Regions from separate parts of the Sus scrofa genome. Here region 2 is linked to region 1. Evidence: chromatin contacts called from public Hi-C data. All regions are on one chromosome and are shown on one strand. Each heading gives the region's core, a stretch centred on a gene start, on an enhancer-like site or on the middle of the called end of the contact. The rest is flanking DNA. Distances are from core to core; before and after follow the strand shown. Region 1 holds the start of C1H18orf25. Region 2 overlaps C1H18orf25.

Evidence for each region. A called contact is a pair of places that touch in the nucleus more often than the background predicts.
Region 2: a Hi-C map of fetal liver shows a contact between it and region 1, with 1.9 times the contacts expected there. The contact joins the enhancer-like site here to the promoter of C1H18orf25 in region 1. A contact is called at or near these places in 4 of 47 Hi-C or Micro-C datasets (fetal liver, heart right ventricle, liver and 1 more).

What each region holds. Positions count from the first base shown.
Region 1 is chr1:95,807,246-95,812,629 of Sscrofa11.1, forward strand. It overlaps C1H18orf25, which reads left to right and starts at 1,479. Exons shown (of 5, transcript XM_003121416.6): 1 at 1,479-1,632.
Region 2 is chr1:95,859,403-95,864,419 of Sscrofa11.1, forward strand. The region is part of intron 2 of C1H18orf25; the gene reads left to right. Among named protein-coding and RNA genes, the nearest start is that of C1H18orf25, 53 kb to the left of the region's middle. Within about 2 kb of position 2,174, at least 1 of the 83 cell types and tissues checked has an H3K27ac peak or open chromatin away from gene starts, as enhancers often do. A contact at or near this core is called in fetal liver, where this site is marked.

The DNA.
Region 1 (5,384 bases), core at 229-2,728:
CTGTGGTGTAGGGTGCAGGTGTGGCTTGGATCCTGCGTTGCTGTGGTTGTGGTGCAGGCAGACAGCTGCAGGTCTGATTCAACCCCTCCTGGGAACTAGCTGTAGGTGTGACCCTAAAAAAGCAGAGGTGCGGTGGGAAGGGGAAGGGACTGACAGCCATGAGCTTAGTAGTTAGTTCTCTGCTCTTTTTTCTTCTGAAAGAGCCTGAGCTCTTGTCAGTACCCCACAACCTCTCAAATTTCTTGAGGACTAAGGTAGCAGGGAAATAAATGAATAAATGATGAATGAGTGAAATAACATAGACAAAATGTTTATCTGGCACATGGTATGTTCTCAGTGAATTTTAAGGAGGCAGTTGGTGGTAGCAGTTAAGAATGCTGGCTCAGGGAGTTCCCGTTGTGGCTCAGTGGTTAACGAATCTGACTAGGAACCATGAGGTTGCAGGTTTCATCCCTGGCCTTGCTCAGTGGGTTAAGAATCCGGCGTTGCTGTGAGCTGTGGTATAGGTTGCAGATGTGGCTCGGATCCCCGCGTTGCTGTGGCTCTGGGGTAGACTGGTGGCTACAGCTCCCATTAGACCCCTAGCCTGGGAACCTCCATATGCCGCGGGTGCGGCCCAAGAAATGGCAAAAAGACAAAAAAAAAAAAAAAAAAAAAAAAAAAGAATGCTGGTTCAGGAGTTGGGCTGTCCGTGCCTGCCACTTACTGATGTGTAACCTTGGGCAGGTCACTTTACCACTCTGCCTGTTCCACTTTTGTCCCTGGGGGCCAGGAAAACCACCAAACCCAAAGAGTTGGGAGGATTAAAGGAATGAATCTGATCAGATGCATAGCACAGTGCCTTGCACACAGTAGGTATCCAAAGAAATTAGGTATTATTATACAATTATTTTATCAGTTAATTCATTTAGTCAGGGATGGAAAATTGTTTGTAGGAAGTCAGCATAAATGAGTGAACTGGGGGAGCTTAGGGGCCTGATCTCAAAGGGAGACAGATGTTAAGGGGAGTGTGAAGCCAGCACTGTGATTTTCAGAATCTCCTCTTGGGAAAAGTCATCCCAAGTCCCAGCATGGCTCTTGAAAAGGTAAATATCTTTCATATTTTCTCCTGAAGTCTTTGTGTATTCGTTTATTTGTCAAAACCCCGCTTTTAGGGAGAGCAAGCCCTTGACCAGATCTTGGGTTGTGAGGTTTGTTCTCAGCACTTTTTTCTCCTCCTTAAGCCCTGTACCCTCCAGGTGGGCTCGCTCCCACTTCACCTTTCTGCCGGGTCCCACGTCCAGCTCGGTTTCCTGGACCCCAGATCTCGACGAAGGGCTTCGAAAACTCAAAGCGCAATCGGGAGTGACTTGGCAGAGGTGGAATTTGGGGGCGTCGGCATCGCACGTAAGGGCGGAGCGGGATCTCCCTGGCGAACCTTGTCTCACCAGCAGGTGGCGATCTATCTGCAAGGCGTGCAAGGTTCATCCAGAAACTTGAACGGGATGTTGATGCCACTGCACGAGAGAGGAGCACAGCCGAATCTCCCCTAGCCGAGCTGCGAAAAGGTGGGAGAGAAGGGAGCGGACTCCCTCCTGGAGTGACTCAAGGATTTAGACGCCACGAGCTTCCTTCGGCAAGGCTTCAGGAAAGGTGAGTCCTGAGCAGCGCACGGGAAAGGGAGCGCAGTCCTTTTCTTAAGGCATCGTCCGTGACTTGTATTGACTGGCTTTCCGACCCTCTGGGAAAGACATTTCTCGAAGGGAGCTGCCTGAGCAGATGGAGGGAGCGCGGGAAAGAAACCCGGGAAGCCAGTGCCCGCGCGCCCGGCGCTCTGCAAAGGGAGGAGAACGGGTCGGCTCCCTCCAGATGGCGCTCTCTGGCTTTCTCTAGGCCTCCCGCTCCTGTCCCTAGAGGCCCCCCGCCGCAACGGCCGCTCTAGCCGACCGGCGCGGGCTCTGTGGTTCCGGGCGGAAGTGAGGCGCCGAACGGAACGGCCTCTGGTGACATTTTCTCCGGGCGGCGCGGACGAGTGAAGGGACTTGGTGGTGGAGGCTGCGGAGGCGGCGAGATTCTCTTTGGCCCCGGCAGGGCTCTGGCCACTGCCCTCTGTTCGCCGCCGGGGCTTGTGCCGAGAAGGTGAAGGCGGCGGTGGCCGTCGCATTCCGAGTCGCCGAGGCCCGGAGGGACCCGGGGGGTCGGTGCGTGCCCCGACGGGGCGCGCGGAGCGGGCGAGGAGGTGCGGAGCCGCCGCGGGGCGCAGGTGAGGCGGGAAGGGGCGCAGGGCCGGAGCGGCTGCGTCCCGGGGAGGGCTCAGTTTGAGTCGGAGGGGTGCGGGCCGCGGGCGAGGTTTTGCGGCGTCCGGGCGCCGGGGTCTTAGCGTTTCGGACGTGGCGGGAGGCGCGGCCCGGGAGGGGGCCAACGAGAGGGGCGGAACAGCGGGACCCCTTGCTCTCCCGTCGGTCAGTGACCTTCGCGTCCTCCGGGCCCGGCGGGTTGGCCGGCGGCGCCTCCCTCCCTTTCCCGGACCAGGCGGGTCCCTTTCCCTGGCAGCAGAGAGGAGGATGGAAGTGCTGCAGCCGGTGGGCCGCGGGCCGGAGAGGCTTCGCGGCCCTGGAGTTGTCTTCGTGCAACTTTCCGGCGCCCCGGGCCGCCGGGGAAACGGCGGCGGCGGCTGCTCTGCCAACTCTGCCAGCCCCGCGAGCTGGAGTCTGGCGCCGAGACCCGCCGACTCCCGAGAGCCCCGGTGGCTGCCCCTGCGCCGTGACTGCGGAGGCCTAGGAGGAGGGAGGATGGTTTTCTCCGGCTTGGCGCCGCCTGCGTCTCGGCGCTTCCTCTACCTTCGGTCGGCAGACGCCTTCGGTCAATGGGAGGGATGTGTCAGTCTCCCAAATTGACCTCTCCTGGCAAGTTTGTCAACTTTATTTAGAAAACCCGGCGAGGACGTAAGCTGACCAGCCTCAACTTAAAGATCACAGACTTCTCGGACTCTCTCAGGAAGGATCCTCTCTTTTCAAAGCCCCGTAGTGCTTTGTAGTTGATTTCTTATATCGCTGATCTCGGTGTATTGTTGGGGCAACAGCCCTCAACGGAGGCTCACGTCATTCATGCTCCCTTTTAAATCATCTCCGCTGTCACAGAATAGATGCTCGCAGGTTGAAGGAATGAACGCCTGTACTTGTTCTCCCAGAGTGAACCGCTTGAGCAGTTTGTGCTGGATGTGCTTTTTGTTGCTCGCCTGAGCGTCTGCTTTCTGAATCCTTCCCCTCTAGGATGAAAACCCACTGATGATGCTTTGTCAAGGTTGGACCTCTTAATTACAAATACATCTGGCAGTTTTGCTCAGCCTATTATTGTGCAGTGTGTTGGGCACATGTTAGCAGTTTGAATTACTCCCTTTCTTCTCCTGGGATATTTTAAGGCTGGAGGCTGTTAACTTTCTAATGTGGTTTTGCTGATCCTGGCAATCTGGATTTCTTCAATAAGAGCATTGTCTTTTGGTTTAACAAGCATTTTTAGAGACCTGCAACTGATAGTTATTACCTGGTGTCCTGAAGAGTCACAAACACGGAGGTTTTTTAGTAGGAAGTATAATATTTTGGCCAAATAATCTGGCCAATACAATGCCTAGTAGAGTGCTTTATGCACAGTAGGTGCTGAGTAAATAAAGACATTATGAATTAAATTTGAACTCTGGGAGTTCCCATGGTAGCTTAGTGGTTAATGAACCCAGCTAGTAACCATGAGGTTTCGGGTTTGATCCCTGACCTGGCTCAGTGGGTTAAGGATCTGGCATTGCCCTGAGCTGTGGTGTTGGTCGAAGATGAGGCTCGGATCTGGTGTGGCTGTGGCGTAGGCCGGCAGCTACAGCTCTGATTAGACCCTAGCCTGGAAACCTCCATATGCCTTGGGCGCAGCCCTAAAAAGACAAAAGACGAAAATAAATAAATTTGAACTCTGAAAACTAAGATAGAATATATTGTGATGACCTATATGCTAGTTTAAGAAGAACCTTAGTGGAATTTCATGCAGTTTCATAAAATAGAAAATAAAAGTATTTTTAGACATTGCTAAATCAGATTCCTTCAGAGTACTTTTCAATATCACTGTAATTGTAAAACTTCAAAGCGTATCTTTTTTTTTTTTTTCTTTTCTTTTTAGGGCTGGACCTGTGGCATATAGAAGTTCCTAGGCTAGGGCTTGAATCTTAGCTGCAGCCGCAGGCCTGTGCCCCAGCAACTCGGAATCCAACCCGCATCTGTGACCTATGCTGCACCTTGTGACAACACCAGATCCTTAACCCACTGAGCGAGGCCAGGGATCAAATCCAAATCCTCATGGAGCTAGTCGGGCTCTTAACCAGCTGAGCCACAACAGGAAGTCCCAAACTGTATCTTTTTCATAATATTAACATAATTGTAAACTTCAAAATAGGTGGTTCAATATGAATGGAAGGGAGAAACTGCAAGGTAATTATGCCTGAAATATGAGCTACATATGACTTTTTTTTTTTTTTTTTTTTTTTTTTGGCTTTTTGGCTTTTTGCTATTTCTTTGGGCCGCTCCCGCAGCATATGAGGTTCCCAGGCTAGGGGTCGAATTGGAGCTGTAGCCACCGGCCTACACTAGAGCCACAGCAACTCGGGATCCGAGCCGCGTCTGCAACCCACACCACAGCTCACGGCAACGCCGGATCCTTAACCCACTGAGCAAGGGCAGGGACCGAACCCGCAACCTCATGGTTCCTAGTCGGATTCGTTAACTACTGCGCCACGACGGGAACTCCCCTACATATGACTTCTTAATGGGAAATTTTCTTTTCTGACATCTATTTGTGGAAATTGGGATGGGCTAGCTTTTGGCACTGGAGACTTTCCCTGTTAACTTTAAGTTCACAGCGTAGTTGTTACATTACTTACTAATTCAGTTTATATTACTCTTAAATGCATTTATGAAAGAGTGTCAGAATGTTCTTTGTCTCAGAGTTTTCATGATTAATCTAAGACCTGTATGTTAAAGATAAACTTAGGAGTTCCTGTTGTGGCTCAGCGGTAATGAACCCGACTAGTATCTGTGAGGACTCAGTTTGATCCCTGGCCTCGCTCAGTGGGTTAAGGAGCAGGTGTGGTTGTGGCTGTGGTGTAGGCCAGCAGCTACAGCTCTGATTCCACCCCCAGCCTGGGAACTTCCATATTGCTACTGGTGTGGCTCTAAAAAGACGAAAAAAATAAGAAAAAAATAAAGATAAATTTAGCTTTAGATTCTAACTTAATGCAGTTCTGATAGAATTGAGTGATTAACATTTTAATGTTGGTACCTTAAGTTTCCTTAGTGTATAACTAGTAACTTCTTGAGGTTGTGTAGTTACTCATTATTCGAGGGATTGTTTTGCCGGGATCTTCAAAC
Region 2 (5,017 bases), core at 924-3,423, 53 kb after region 1:
ATTAAAATTTTAAGACTTAATGTTTTCATGTTGAAATGAAGTGTTTTAAAAATTTTGTTCTATTTAGAATAAAGGATCTGTCATTTGGGGGCTCCAAGAGAAAAGCCTGGGTTTTTTGTTTGTTTGTTTTTGTTATCAAGTCAAATGAATAAGCCTAGTCTCAAGGGAATATGTGTATACGTGTGCTCATGTATGTGTGCCCACCTACAGAGTTCTGAAATGACCGATTCTTTGTTTTTAAGTAATGCTATAGTTGACAAATTGCTGGAGATAACTATGCAGTAGTCTACAGGGCTTTTAATGGATTCAGGTCATTAATATATCCATTCATTGCTTCCTAAATGTGTAAGAAAAAAAACAGTTGCCCATATACCAGCTAGGGCGATTAAATTAGAGGGGGGGAAGTTAATTTATTTCTTAGATTATCAAGTAAAGGTTTTGAGTGTCTTATTTGTTTCACTGGCAGACTGAGTCAAAGAATATATAGAAACTAGTTTATTTTGCTTCATTGCTTTTGTCATTCCTTATGGTTATGTATATTTAAAAACAGAAAGAGACCCTGGTCTCTGGGGCAAGGTGTAGCTCAATTTAATTAGATTTATTGCTTAAAATTTGTATGCAAGCCAGAATATTAGAAATGAAATTATTTTAAATTGATTAAATCTGCTGTTAATTAGAGAAATGCTGTTGTGATTCCTTTTGTTAAGAAAACAAAGCATCCAGATTGATATTACTGAGAATTTTTATTTTTAATATACAGCTAAATTTGCCTAATGGTACAATTATGTGAAAGTTACAGGAAAGATGGTGAATAGATTTCATACTGTCATTATTTGTTTAGAATAACAAAGGCAAGTATTTTGCAGAAAGTGACTTTTTAAAGTAATTAAAGTAATAGCTTGTGTTGCATCTTCTCTTTGTATTATTTATATGTTACAGTGAGGACACAGTGAGAAAGATTTTGTGGAGTTCCACGTGTCAGAAAATACAGTATCAAAACAATTGCAGCAAATTTGTTAAGCTGAAATTTTATTATTAAATTCTCTATAAAATTGTTCTCAAAAAATAATTCTCAAAATCTCAACAAAATGGCATATATGCCCTCAATCATTGTACACAACAAAACTTGTCTTTTAAAGTTGTCTGGAGTGGTTGTATGAATACATTAATTGTAAACAAGATGAATAACTTCCTAGTACTGTCATTTTCATTTTTTTCTTCATTGCTATTTTTAATTTCTCTGAAGTTTTACACAGTGCAAACTGTTAGTTTACTAGTATTGAGTAGATCTTGTCATGTTAACTTAAATTACCACAACATAAAATAGAAGGCATTCTAAGAAATGAAAGAATAATCATCCATGAGGAAGGGTGTTTTTTGTTAACAAAGTCTTATTCATATTATAACTTTAAGATTTGGGAAGAATACTATCAAATTGTGATTTTTAGTTTTTATTGCATTTCTTTTAATCTTAACTCTGCATTTGAAATGTATCAACTAACCTAGATAAATAAAAATTTTTAAAAATAAATGTTTCTTGAGATTTATATAAAATTAATCTTACATCACCACCGAAAAAAAAAGAGAGAAATGTTTCTTGTTACTCTTTTTTGCATTAGGTGTACCTGAGTCAAGAAACTTGCTTTTCCATAATGAAATGAATGGCATTAGTTTGTAGGTGGTGTAACTAATAATAGTTTTTATATGATGTTTTTTGGATAATTTTCTGGTTTTTTTTTTTTTTTGTAGTTGGTATGTTGAAAAAGGTTATAACAGAATACCAGTGTTAACATAAAAGGTGGGGATTATTATTTGTCCTTCCAAGTTAACCTATTAAAAATTGGGAAATATTTAGAAACTAGCAAAACTCAGACTACTTTACAGAATAATTTAAAAGCTGAAATGGATGTATCTCTAGCAGGGTACACAGACATGAGGATGTAGCTAAAGTCATAATCTAATTTTCATGTTCTTTTGTGTATGTGATTCAGATATTTTAGTTTTGTTCTCTATAGATCTCGATCCTCAAAGCAGTAAGTAGGTTGTGGAATTGTCCCTGAAATTCAAAGATAAATTGAAAAAATGGTGTCCTCTTCAAGTGCCTTGTTTACTGTGTTTAATCTTGAATATTTCCTTTTACCTCTTCTTTGGTACTTTCAGAGTTAACTCTTCATCAGTATCATAGGTAACTTTTCTGGGTGGACAGAATGACCTGTCATTTATTGGTATGATATACGAACAGACGTAACCCTTAAAGCTTTATTCCTACTTTGGAAACTGTCACATCTAAATTTTTAATAATTGAGATGAATATAATGGGAAAAATACAAAATAGACATTGATTCAGTTTTATTTTTAAAATGATTTACCTCCTAAACATAAGGTTTCAGTGCATATTGCTGCATTTCATTTTCATTTAGCACTGTCTTCTCAGACATTTTTCTTTTTACTAAAATAGCTTTATGATATTACTATAAAGATACAGAGTTTTTGGTATTTAAAAATTCTTTTCTAGAGATGGCACTTTTCTTTATAGATTTTTGTCTTTTGGCTAGATGTAATTATCTTTACCAAGACATACTTTGAAAATGACTTTATTCAGATTATTGTCTGTATATATGTATACACATATACTTCGATAGTAATAAAATATAGGATATATGTTCTCAAGTATTTTTTCTCATGTGCAAATATCAGTTTTCATCTTGGTAAATATTTAGGTGTGCATTGAAGAAGGAAATTTTTCTTGGGTAGGTTTTAACCAAGATGTAGATTCCCTTCTGCAACTCTTGAGGTTTGCCCCTTTCTCTCAATCCCTCAGGCCCACACTGAATTCCCTACACCTCTTTTCCTTATCTGCCCACCACACACATGCTCCTTCCTTTTAGACTCTTTAGGTGGGTAATATCTAAGAACTCTTCTTTTTGGTGTAATTTTTTTGAATCTCACTATCTGGATTGAGGTTGAGTGTGGTTTCACCCCCTCCCACTTTCTCTAGATGTAGATAATGGCATTGGACTTGGGCCCATTAATGACTGGGGCAACAACCTGTTCTAGGGTCCTTTGACAGCAAGACAGATTTTTTTTTTTCTTCCCCTAGTGAGGGATTTTGGGAGATTGGCTGTAGTAGAGAGGAGAGAAGGACTGTATCACCACAGCTCTGTGAAGAAACTGAGTCATACAGTTAAGAAGTAGGCAGAATTATAACCTGTATATTTGCTGTCAGAAATCTGTATAATTCTATACCTCCCCTGCTACTCCCAGTCCCAGTCTCATCCTTGCTATTCCCCATTCCCTCACTGCTGAGAACACCTGTAATTTATTCTGGTTTCACCTTGCTAGGACTCAAGTTTCTCACCTGTAAAGTGGGAGTGGTAAATTACATATAATCTTATTTTTAAAATTCTGTGCCTTTGTCAATTTTGAAAAGAGGGATTTGTCAGTGATAAACATAGTAAACGATGTTAGTATGTAACACAATAAAGGTTTTTTTTTGTTTTTGTGATTCAAATAGTTTCTGTGAGATGTGGAAGAGAACAGCTTTTAGTTTTCTAAAAGAAAAACTAAACATTTTTTGACAAGGGTTAACATCACTGTATCAGTGTGTATTGAACAGACTCATCTGTGCTGGTATTTGCAAAGTTAGAACCTGTTTATAGGCTAGGAGGTCAGTGAGAGAATACAAACCTATCTAGCATAAAATAGATGAATTGATGTTCATAAACATAGAGGATTGCTTGACCTTTTATTTTTCTTGCCTTGTAATGAGCAATAAAAATTTTTACAATATTTCAATCGGGAGGAGAAACAGCGCTTGGATTAACCACAGACCAAATAGGTATTAAATAATTGTGTTAAGTTTACCTTTATATAGAGACACTTTTAATGATCATAGAAAAATGAGTAAGTCCTTGGTATGAATTGATGTTTTAAGATTGACAGACACCAAATGGGAGAGTATGCAGTTGGGTAACCTCTATATTGTAGACATGGAATGTTTAGTGACTACATTTTAAGCTGGAAATGTTCCCATGTGTAATTTTATTTGAAGTGACTGTTTTGATGTTTTCGCAAGTCAGAATAATGGTAGTAACAAGTGCTATTGCTTTAACAGCACAGAGGAGCAATCAAGAAAGAGGGAGGGTAGTATCCTATGTTTATTCTATCCTGTAATGAATTGTTGGAGTCAGATTAGGAGTACAGCTGCTTCTCTTATTAATGTACTGAGTTTTTCTAGCTCCTCTTTAATGGTTTGATTTTTTTTTTTTTTTTTTCCTTTAAGAGATTCTTACGTCAAAAGGATCTTACCTGTCTCTTTAATTCTGTTGTGGAGCAAGAATCGTGTTTTAAAAGAATATCACAAATTGTCCCCATCAGTTAGCTAATATTCACTTAGTGGTTCAAAGTCCAAAGCTCTGATGCTAAGTATTTTATGTATTTATTTTTTGATGCTAAGTACTTTAAACATACCTTATTTAATTTTAGTTTGATAATGAAAAGTGTAAGATGACCTTGGAACACAAGATCCGTAATTGTGGTTTCTTGTAGGAAGGCAGAGTTGGAAGGGCAACCTTTTCTTTGCTTTATTAAAGTACTGACTTGTCATTGTTTGAATATACTGGATATGAAAAATGACAGTGATAATTTATTTTAATTTTTAAGTTTAATTAAAATGTGAAAATATTACTGTCTTTGTTTATGATGAATACTAAATTTAAGCTAAGCTATAAGGTGTGCTGTTTGGAAATATGGAAGATACAAGATTGAAGCCAGATAACAAGCTTATGCTTGTATTTCCTACTGATGAAGACTTTCAGACAAGTTATTTACATGGGTAGGTGATGTTACTCTGCATGTACATATACACTTATACTTTTGCATGATTTTACATGTAGGAGTGGTACAATTTTGACTTGACTGTTGACCTGTTGCCTCAATTCGTTGGTTATGGGGGGTGGGGTGTGAGGACAAGAGGTTGTGAATGGTATTTGTGATATAAATTTTAAAATCACTAATT